Regions from separate parts of the Mus musculus genome. Here region 1 is linked to region 2. Evidence: chromatin contacts called from public promoter capture Hi-C data. All regions are on one chromosome and are shown on one strand. Each heading gives the region's core, a stretch centred on a gene start, on an enhancer-like site or on the middle of the called end of the contact. The rest is flanking DNA. Distances are from core to core; before and after follow the strand shown. Region 1 holds the start of Rlf (rearranged L-myc fusion sequence). Region 2 holds the start of Ctps (cytidine 5'-triphosphate synthase).

What was found. Promoter capture Hi-C pulls out the DNA fragments that hold promoters and counts their contacts.
Region 1: a promoter capture Hi-C map of pre-B cells shows a contact between it and region 2, with 5 times the contacts expected there. The contact joins the promoter of Rlf here to the promoter of Ctps in region 2. A contact is called at or near these places in 7 of 39 promoter capture datasets (the 3T3-L1 cell line, the HPC-7 cell line, cranial neural crest and 4 more), 3 of 484 Hi-C or Micro-C datasets (B cells, adipose-derived mesenchymal stem cells and pre-B cells), 2 of 115 datasets of contacts at active chromatin or transcription factors (memory CD8 T cells and thymic regulatory T cells) and 1 of 9 other capture datasets (adipose tissue).

Annotation. Positions count from the first base shown.
Region 1 is chr4:121,212,109-121,216,788 of GRCm38.p6, forward strand. It overlaps Rlf (rearranged L-myc fusion sequence), which reads right to left and starts at 2,976. Exons shown (of 8, transcript NM_001346660.1): 1 at 2,727-2,976. The coding sequence starts at 2,963.
Region 2 is chr4:120,568,900-120,573,251 of GRCm38.p6, forward strand. It overlaps Ctps (cytidine 5'-triphosphate synthase), which reads right to left and starts at 1,377. Exons shown (of 19, transcript NM_016748.2): 1 at 1,252-1,377.

The sequences.
Region 1 (4,680 bases), core at 1,726-4,225, 640 kb after region 2:
ACTTAAAAGTATAATTTTCTTCCTTCCTTTCTCCTTTCCTCTTTCTCCCCCCCCCCCCCCCCCCGAGATAGGGTTTCTCTGTATAGCCCTGGCTGTCCTGGAACTCAACTTTGTAGGCCAGGCTGGCCTCGAACTCAGAAATCCGCCTGCCTCTGCCTCCTGAGTGCTGGGATTAAAGGTGTGCGACACCACGCCCGACTCCTCCTTTTTTTTTTTTTTTTTTTAAAGAGAGGGTCTCACTATGTATTTCTAGCTGTCCTGAACGCACACTAGGTAGACCAGGATGTTCTGGAACTCACAGAGATTCCCCTGTCTGCCTCCTGAGATTAAAGGCTGGCTTGAGATAGACATATTTCTTATATGATAACAGCATATAAGAAATGTTATAACAGTAGGTACAATTTAAGTTTTTATAACATTTCTTCTCTTTTCTTTGAGATAAGGTCTTACTGTATAGACCTGGATGGCTTGGAACTTACCACATAGACCAAGCTGGCCTTAAACTCAGAGGCCCACTTGCCCCACCTCTGTCTCAAGAATGCTGAGATTAAAGTATGTCCCACCACACTCAGGCTAGGATGATATTTCTGAATACCTGTTGAGAACAATCTGTAACAGTGACCACTGGAGGAGCACAGTCAGCCCTTTTCTTTAATGCACTACCAGCCACCAATCTTTATGTATTATGTGCTCCCAGCTTTTCATCTTCTGATTCAGTCATACAATAAAAGATTTTGTATTCTGCCTTTCCAATGTGGAACCAATGTCAGGCACCGGTGACACATATCTAATCTCAGTTCTCTAGAGCAGAGGCAGGCGGAGGTTTAAGGTGAGCTTGGTCTAAAGAGTTAGTTCCTGGGCATCCAAGGATACACAGAGGGGGGAAAGAGGGAACCAAGAAAACTATTCAACTAGTCTAATTAATGGTCCAATTTTCCCACACTACTTCTGTACAGTATATTCTGACAATCCGATCTGACTGGCTACAGTCACCCTTTAATGTTTTGCTGGCAGATAATGTAAACTTCAAAGCTCTGTTCAAAATCCACAGTTGTTTTCCTACTTCCACTCTCCCTGCAATTACTTCCCTCCTGTCCCACAGCATTCTGTGTTCCCTCTCATCTCTACCTCTGTCACTCTTGCTCCAGGCCCTCCTAGGATTCAATTATATCCTGTAAGTCTGAGGCTCTACCCTACCCAAAGTGGCTTCTCCCAGTTCTCAACACACATTACATCCATTTTTTTTCTGTCATTCTCACTAGGCTGTCCCATGAAGTCTCCTTACACCCTCTGCGTGACATTTTTTTCTCATCACTACCAAAACTGCACTAATTAATTCTGTCATTTCTTTTTGGGGGGTGGTATGAAATGTCTATTTGAGAGAGGAATATCACACTGTAAGCCTAGCCTGGGAGTCCATTATAATGCCCAAGACGCCCTTCAACTTCCATAAGTCTTCCTGGCACCATTCTAAGGGTTGGAAAAAATCTGTGGAATACATGCCTGCCCTAAATAAGAGTGATCATTATTAGTAGACAATAATGAGAATGCTGACGATTGTGCACACAAGAACTGACATGATCTAATGTATAGAAAATATTAGCAGAGAAAAATTCCAAATAGACGAAGTTCTGGGTCAAAGAGTGGGATACAAATGAACTCAACAGAGACAACTAATTCTGCCCAGGACCAACAAAGCAGATTGCTCACTACTCCAACTACAACTTTCTAACTCCACAATCTTTTCAGCACTCAATTGCTCATTAAGAGTCCACGTACCAACATACCTCGATTATTTTCTATTCTCTAAGGTACTCCAAATGAGGAGCAAAGGGATGGCAGAAACCTGATAGTCTAAGTACCAGATGCAGAAACAATGACGGCAAGCATTTACACTTGGAAGACACTCGAAAACATAGAAAAAAAACTGCAACGTGGTCACGGAGACCAAACTTAAAATCACATCTGTCAGCATGTAGCCCCACAGATTGGGACCCGCACAGAAACGATCAATCACCCGACTGCCAAAGAGGCCATTCTCTATATCTCTCTCCCGACCTCTTCCACTCAGACTAATCTCCATTACAGAGCTACCAGGCTCCATTCCTAGTAGTACAACCAGCAGATGAATACAAAACAGGTCAAAGAATGGCATAAACATATCTTTTCACACCCGCCCACAGTGGCAAAAACAAACAAACAAACAAACACCCCACAAAAACCAATCAACCGGCTCAGTATTCCCTAATCAGAAAGCTCCAGACGCCATCCAAGACCAACCGTCGTATCTTAGGGAAGCCAAAAGATGTGACTTTAAAGATAAGTCTCTGGTCAGAGCCCACCTCTCCTGATTGTTCAGAAAAACAAGGTTTTTCAGTTTGGAGATCAGCACACCACTCAAAAAAAAAAGCATCTCCCTGCAGGAACTGGCAATCGATCCCTCAGGGGGGCAGTGGCGCTCCAACCACCCGGCCAGGACCCAGGCAACAGCGACAGGGCACAGCCCTTGCAGGGAGCTCTCTGGGCTCAGGACCGCCCAGCGCAATCCGCCCGGGCAGTGACTGAAGTCGGGTTACGGCAGAGCTGGGCCTGCCCGGCCCGGGGGCGCGGCGAGATACGGGGGTGGCGTTTTTCCCCGCGAAGCCCCCGGCTGTTGAGGCGGATCCCGAGTCTCTTCTCCCGGCCTCCCCGCCCCTCCACCCTCGGCCATCTAGTCCACCCCTCACCTGGCAGAAGCTCCGGCAGTAGCTCAAAGATGAGACCTCGGACACCTCCTGCTCCCTCAGCTCGGTCTCCAGCTGCCAGAGACACGGTCGTAGGCCCGGCGCTCCCGACGCCGGAGATGCAGGGCGATGACCCCGAGCCATGGACTCAGTCTCGACTTCGGCTCCCGCCACCGCCGGAGCCTCAGCCCCAGCCCCGGCCCCGGCGGCGGCCGTGGCGTCTCCCTTTCCGTCCGCCATCTTCCCACGGCCCAGCAGCGCGTAGGCAACCAAACCACGTGACTCCGCCTGGCCCCGCCCCCAATCGCCCGTGTTAGTGACGCACCCCCCTGGCGACGCTGGCGCCAACTTTATCCGTCACTAGGACGCCGAATGTTGGTCCTCTCAGAAGTCTCCACCGCAACCGCCCTAGCAACAGCCTAGCAACGGCGAGATTCTAGCGGCCCTGGGTTCTACAGGCCCTTCAGAGTCGAGGAGCGCAAAGGGCCTAGAGACAATGGAGATATGAGAGAGATGTCTGCGGAGCAGCGAACCGAAGAGCAAGGGAAAGGCAGCCCAGAAAGAAGCTCGGAGAAAAGCATCCCCGGTTGGAGGAAAATAAAGATTGTTAGGCCGACCTGAAAACAAACTGAAGGGAATTTGGTTTAAAATGGGAATGGCATTACTAGTCGCTGGAAAAAGGATTGGTCAAAATATATGGCGTTGAGACGATTCTACTAAAAAGGGGGGGGGGGGGACTTTTAAAAAGTTGTTTTCAAGACAAGGATTCCCTGTGTAGGACTAGCTGTCCTGTAACTCACATTGCAGATCAGGCTGGCCTCAAACTTAAAAGTTCACCTGCCTCTGCCTCCCAAGTGCTGCGACTGGAGGTGTGCAGAGACAGGCTGGATCTCTGTGGGTTAGAAGCCAGACTGGTATATAGAGCGAGTTCCAGGACAGCCAAGGCAAAGCCACTGTAATCCAGCACTTGAGAGACTGAGACAGGAGGATCATGAGTTCCAGGTATTAGTGGGAGGGGACAAGAAAGAAATGCAAAGAAGAACAGAGAAGAAAAGGGAGAATGGCAAAATGGTGTGGCTGGAGCCCAGTAGATGAAGTGGTGAAAACAAGAAAAAAATATGTATATATGTGTGTGTGTATATGTATATGTGTGTGTGTGTGTGTGTATATACACATACATTATATATATATATATATATGTATATATATATATATACATATATATATATATATATATATAAAATCCAGAACATAAGATGTTTGGTCTAGTATACAAATGAGGGATACCCTCACTTCAACTGGAGGAACTCTATAAACAATGGGTCTAGATGAAGGTAAATGTATAATTTGATAATGGGAGATTTGAGAGTTATGACCTAAATGTTGCTTTCCCCTCCATGAAATATGAGCCATTGTGCTGATTGGTCAGTTGTTTGTGACTTTAATACAAAACCAGAGTCACTTGGGAGGAGGGAACCTCAACTGAGAGGTGCCTCCATCCCACTGATCCCTGTAGGCATGTCCATGACATGTTTTGTTTGTTGACTGACGTGGGATGGCCCAGCCCACTGTGGGTGGTATTACCCCTGGGCAGATGGTACTGGGAGGGATAAGCAAGGGACAGCATCTGAGCATAGAAGCAAATCAGTGAGAAGCGTTTTCCCCACAGTTCCTGCCTCTGCTCCTGCTTGAGTTACTGCTATGGCATCTGTACTGGCTAATTTTGTGTCAACTTGACACAGGCTGGAGCTATCACAGAGAAAGGAGCTTCAGTTGGGGAAATGCTTCCATGAGACCCAGCTGCAAAGCATTTTCTCAATTAGTGATCAAGGGGGGAGGTCCCCTTATGGGTGGTGCCATCTCTGGGCTGGTAGTCTTGGTTCTATAAGAGAACAGGCTGAGTAAGCCAGGGGAAGCAAGCCAGTAAGTAACATCCCTCCATGGCCTCTGCATCTGC
Region 2 (4,352 bases), core at 127-2,626:
TGAGAGAGAGAGAGATTGAGACTCAGACAGACAGACAGACAGACAGACAGACACTAAGATTCTGGCAGTCTCCCAGAGTGACTGGCAAAAAAATATTCCAAAAGCCACAAAGAGCCAGTTGGAGAGGACCCATTCCCTAACGTTTACAAACTACCTATTATGGGAGAGCTACTCACATGCTGGGGGTACCACAAACTTAAGTCAAATGTGGGTCCAACTTAAGTATCTCCGGGAGAGATGACCTGGACTGAGGGAGGATCCAGGAGCTCCTTTTGAAAACCTGCCTTGTAATGGGCCCGTAAGGCTGACTGACTGAAATGAGCTAGGAATCAGGCAAAGCATGAACAAGCAGGTGAGCCCACAGGATGCACCAAGAAAAAAAGATTAGGGCAAAGGGATGGCCAGGGGCCAGTCCATGGGCAAAGTTGAATGTCCACGCTGCACTTTTTTTTCTGAAGATGACAAGACACAAAAGGTTTTTCAAGTACAGGAGCTATAATATAGAGCAAGGGGCACCAGATAAATTCACGAATGAAAAATGTGAAAGCTTTTGTTAAAAAAAAAAAAAAATGAAGTTGGTGAAAATCAGGCTCAGGATCCACCGCAGATGTGCTGAAATCTAAATCTAGCCCCGAAGTGCCTGATGCCCGGGTTCGCACCGCCGTAAAAAGTGGGACGAGAACCACAGCAGCACCCACCCGCGTCACCCGGCTGCTGAGGATTTAAAATAATGAGTGTGGACGTAAGGCAGCCACGCTGACGTAGTGGCCTCAAGAACGCCAGCATCTTCGCGCTGGGCTGGAAAGAGAGACAGCAGCTGGGTAGCCTGGGCCGTGAGGCCCAGCGAACCTACAAGCCCCTTCCTCCCGCGCGCCGGGCAGCGCCGGGAGGAGCTCAAGGCCGCCAGTCGGGCCCCATCACAGGCTGGGGCTCTGGGAGACCCCTCCGCGGCGGCACACCGCGCTCTCTACCTCACCAAGCCCGGCTGCCCGCGTCGCCGGACTCGGCCCCTTTCCTTAGCCGGGCCACGCGGCCCGCGCGCGGGAGCCGGCAGCTCGCGTTCCGGGACTGCCCGCCCCACTCCCGTTAGAGATGCAGCCCATTGGGCAGAACGCCGGGCCAGCTCTCCCCTGATTGGTGAGAAGAGACGTTTATCGCCCCGGCGGCGTGGCCGTCCGCGCCGGGCTCTGTCGGCGCCACAGGCTCTTGCACCCGGGAGCCGTTCCACCGGGATCCCTGAAGTCTGCCTACCTGAGGCCGGCTTCGGAGTCTCGTGTCAGCCACAGCAAGGCCGGCGCGCGCGTGGTGAGCCTCGGGCAGCCAGTGCTCGGCCGGGCCGCATGCGCCAGCCGTCTTTCTGAGAGGCGGGCTCTAGGCGGTGCGCACGCAGAGGGCGGGGAGAGGCGGGCCCAGGGGAGGGTGGGGCTAGGGCGCGCATGCGCGGGACGTCTCGCCGCAGCTTGTTGAGTGGCTACTGCGGGTGGGTCTCGGGAGTTGTGGGTTCTGTGGGCTTCCTCGCCCGAGGTCTAGAGGATGCTGGTGACTCGCATCTAACCGGAACCCTGAGGGCCTTTGCCTGGTCCCGCAATAGCCGGTGGACACTCTCACCTCCCATCCGCCTTCCCTCAGGCTGCGGGCCAAATCATCTCGTGCTCTCGCCCCGCACCGCCGCCTTCTCCCGGTGCCTGCTTGTCTCCCTCTTAGGCCGGGCCGCTTGGCTTCACGTCCTAGCCAGCTGCCTTTCCACACAACGCACCCTGACGGTGCCTGCATTAGAACAACTGTCGCGAGCCTACTTCCATCCGGCACTAAATGTAGAGAGGCAAACGAGCCCACTTCTAACAAGTCATGGGGATTTTCACAGACGATTGGGACTTGGGGAGTTAGTGTACAGCGGGTTCTGAACACGTAGCAGAAACGTTTACTGGCAAGGAAGGGAGGGAGGAATAGAAAATGAGGCAGAAGAAAAAGTCTGTGTGCACATTCCAGGCGAGGTCCAGAAGAGCCTTGCAGAGTGAACAGTGCAGGCTGGAGAGGTTGGAAGGGCAGCTCTATGCAGAGCGTTGTAGGCAAAAGATTTACAGCACCCAAGGTGATGATTTTGTCTTTTGAATACTACATAAACCCATGTGAGTTTTTAATACCCTCCACCCTGCAAAAACTACACAAAGGTTTCCTTAGGAAGTACCTTGTACCTTGAACTCCATCCAGGAGGCTTGTTTCCTTCCATTAGGAGTAATTTATTGCTTTTTTTTTTCTTCTGTCTTTGCTGAAAGAGTTAAAGAAAAGGTATGCCTCCCATGACCATACTGGTTTTTTTCAGGAAAATGACTCAAACAAGTAGAATTCCAAGAAACCACTTAGGAGAATTCTACAGGGGCTTCTCTCGGAGACTTCCGGATTCTTTCAGATCCCAACCAACAGCATGCTCTGAGTCTGCCCAAATACCCAAACTGCTCTGCTCCAAGAAGCTTCCATAAGAGGTACAAAACTGAACTCCTCCCCCAGTCGCTCTTCTGGGGGACCCCTTCACTCCCCTCCACTCTCCCATATTCTCTTTGATGGTCTTGCTTTCCATTTCACCAAGAAAATGCAAGCCAACAAGAGAACTTCTGTCTACCAGCCTGCTTTCATGTGTGCGAGCAGCATGGTCTTTCATCTTGGTACTTCAGACAAGTGGCTGCAGTGGAGAGGGCAGCCCCCCTCTTCTCACTGCTTCAGGTGCCATACAACTCACCGATGCCTGGGATGTCTCCCCTCCACATCACCAGTTTTCTCCTTCTACTACCCCAGTGCAGAGTGTTACATGGTTCTCCCATGTTTGCCCAGGGCCCTTGTTTGTCTACAGCCATCTCTGCTTCACCTCCCAGTCTGTCACTTTTCAGCAAAACTCGAGGAAAATGTTGGCACTGACTATCTCTGGGTTTTGTTTTCCACCCTTTTCCTTGTACGAGTTCTAGTCAGCCATTGTTCATGTTCCTGTTAACTAAATATTTTTATGTGTTTTGGTCATGAGCCAATGTCGTTAAAGCCTGAACTATGTCCAGCCCAGTTTATGTTCTGTAATTCCACCAAAAATGTTTTGATCAAAAATCAAGTTCATGTTCCCAAACCTTATCTCTGAACATAGGGTACAGATTCTAATTCCATACCTGTTCTCAGACCCTAAAGGAAGACAATATGTGCATGATGTGAATGCATTTATGCATACTTAAACTACTTGTTTTCCTAACCTTAGACTCAGTCTTCCTGTAAGCTTCTATGTGCAGCCATAGTCCCAAAACACAGCCCCCTGAACTGACATCCTCTGTGGCATCTTATGTCCCCGCTGGTCATTCCCTCCCTAAAATGGTCTTCTCCTGGCTTCTTGGAAACCATATTCATTTTTTTCCCTGAGTTATAGGCCTCCTGCATCTGCCTAGATCCTCTTCTTGACCTGTAAATAGTGTTCTGCCTTGGGCCTTATTTTAAAAGTCTCCACTTAAATCATCTTCTAAATAATCATGTTCAAAATGACAACTCTGGAATTGATATCCCTAGCCTGGACTTGTTCTGAACTTCATGAGTAATTCCCCTCCTAGCACAGTACTTAGTCAGCTAGGCATCTTGTCCTCCATCTCCACCTGCCTCTCTGGGATGCCTTTCATCATCAACTGCTCCTCAGAGAATGGGGTCAAGGCAAACTTTCTAAAAAGGGCAGGTCACCCATACTCGATGCTACACAAGCAACTGAGCTCTGTCTTCATAGCACAGAAGTTGAAACAGTTAATACATCATGAAGTAAGTATGGTTTTTCCGAAGAAAACTGTGTTTCGCTGGGAGATGGTGGCACGAGCCTTTAATCCCAGCACTCGGGAGGCAGAGGCAGGCAGATTTCTGAGTTCGAGGCCAGCCTGGTCTACAGAGTGAGTTCCAGGACAGCCAGGGCTACACAGAGAAACCCTGTCTCAAAACAAACAAACAAAAAAAACCAAAACAAACCAAACAAAAACAACAAAAATGAAATAAAGCTGGAGGAACATATGAGGAAGACATTCTAATGTCATTCTCGGGCCTCTTAACCTTAACATGTCCCATTACAAGTGAGTATACACACACACACACACACACACGAGTCTTGATTGAATATGTGATACTACAGAATATAGGCTATCTTCAAGGTTTTCTAGAGTTGATAGATCATATAATCATCGGTGATGAGAAGACCAAATAAATGTATATAACTGAATGTAAAATGTCAGAATTATGCTGATAGCCATTTCAGAAGTTGCTGGAAGTTCTAATCCCAAGCCAAAATTCATTTAATGATTCTTTTAGAAATTAATATCAAGTCAGTCAGCAACTCAAACTCA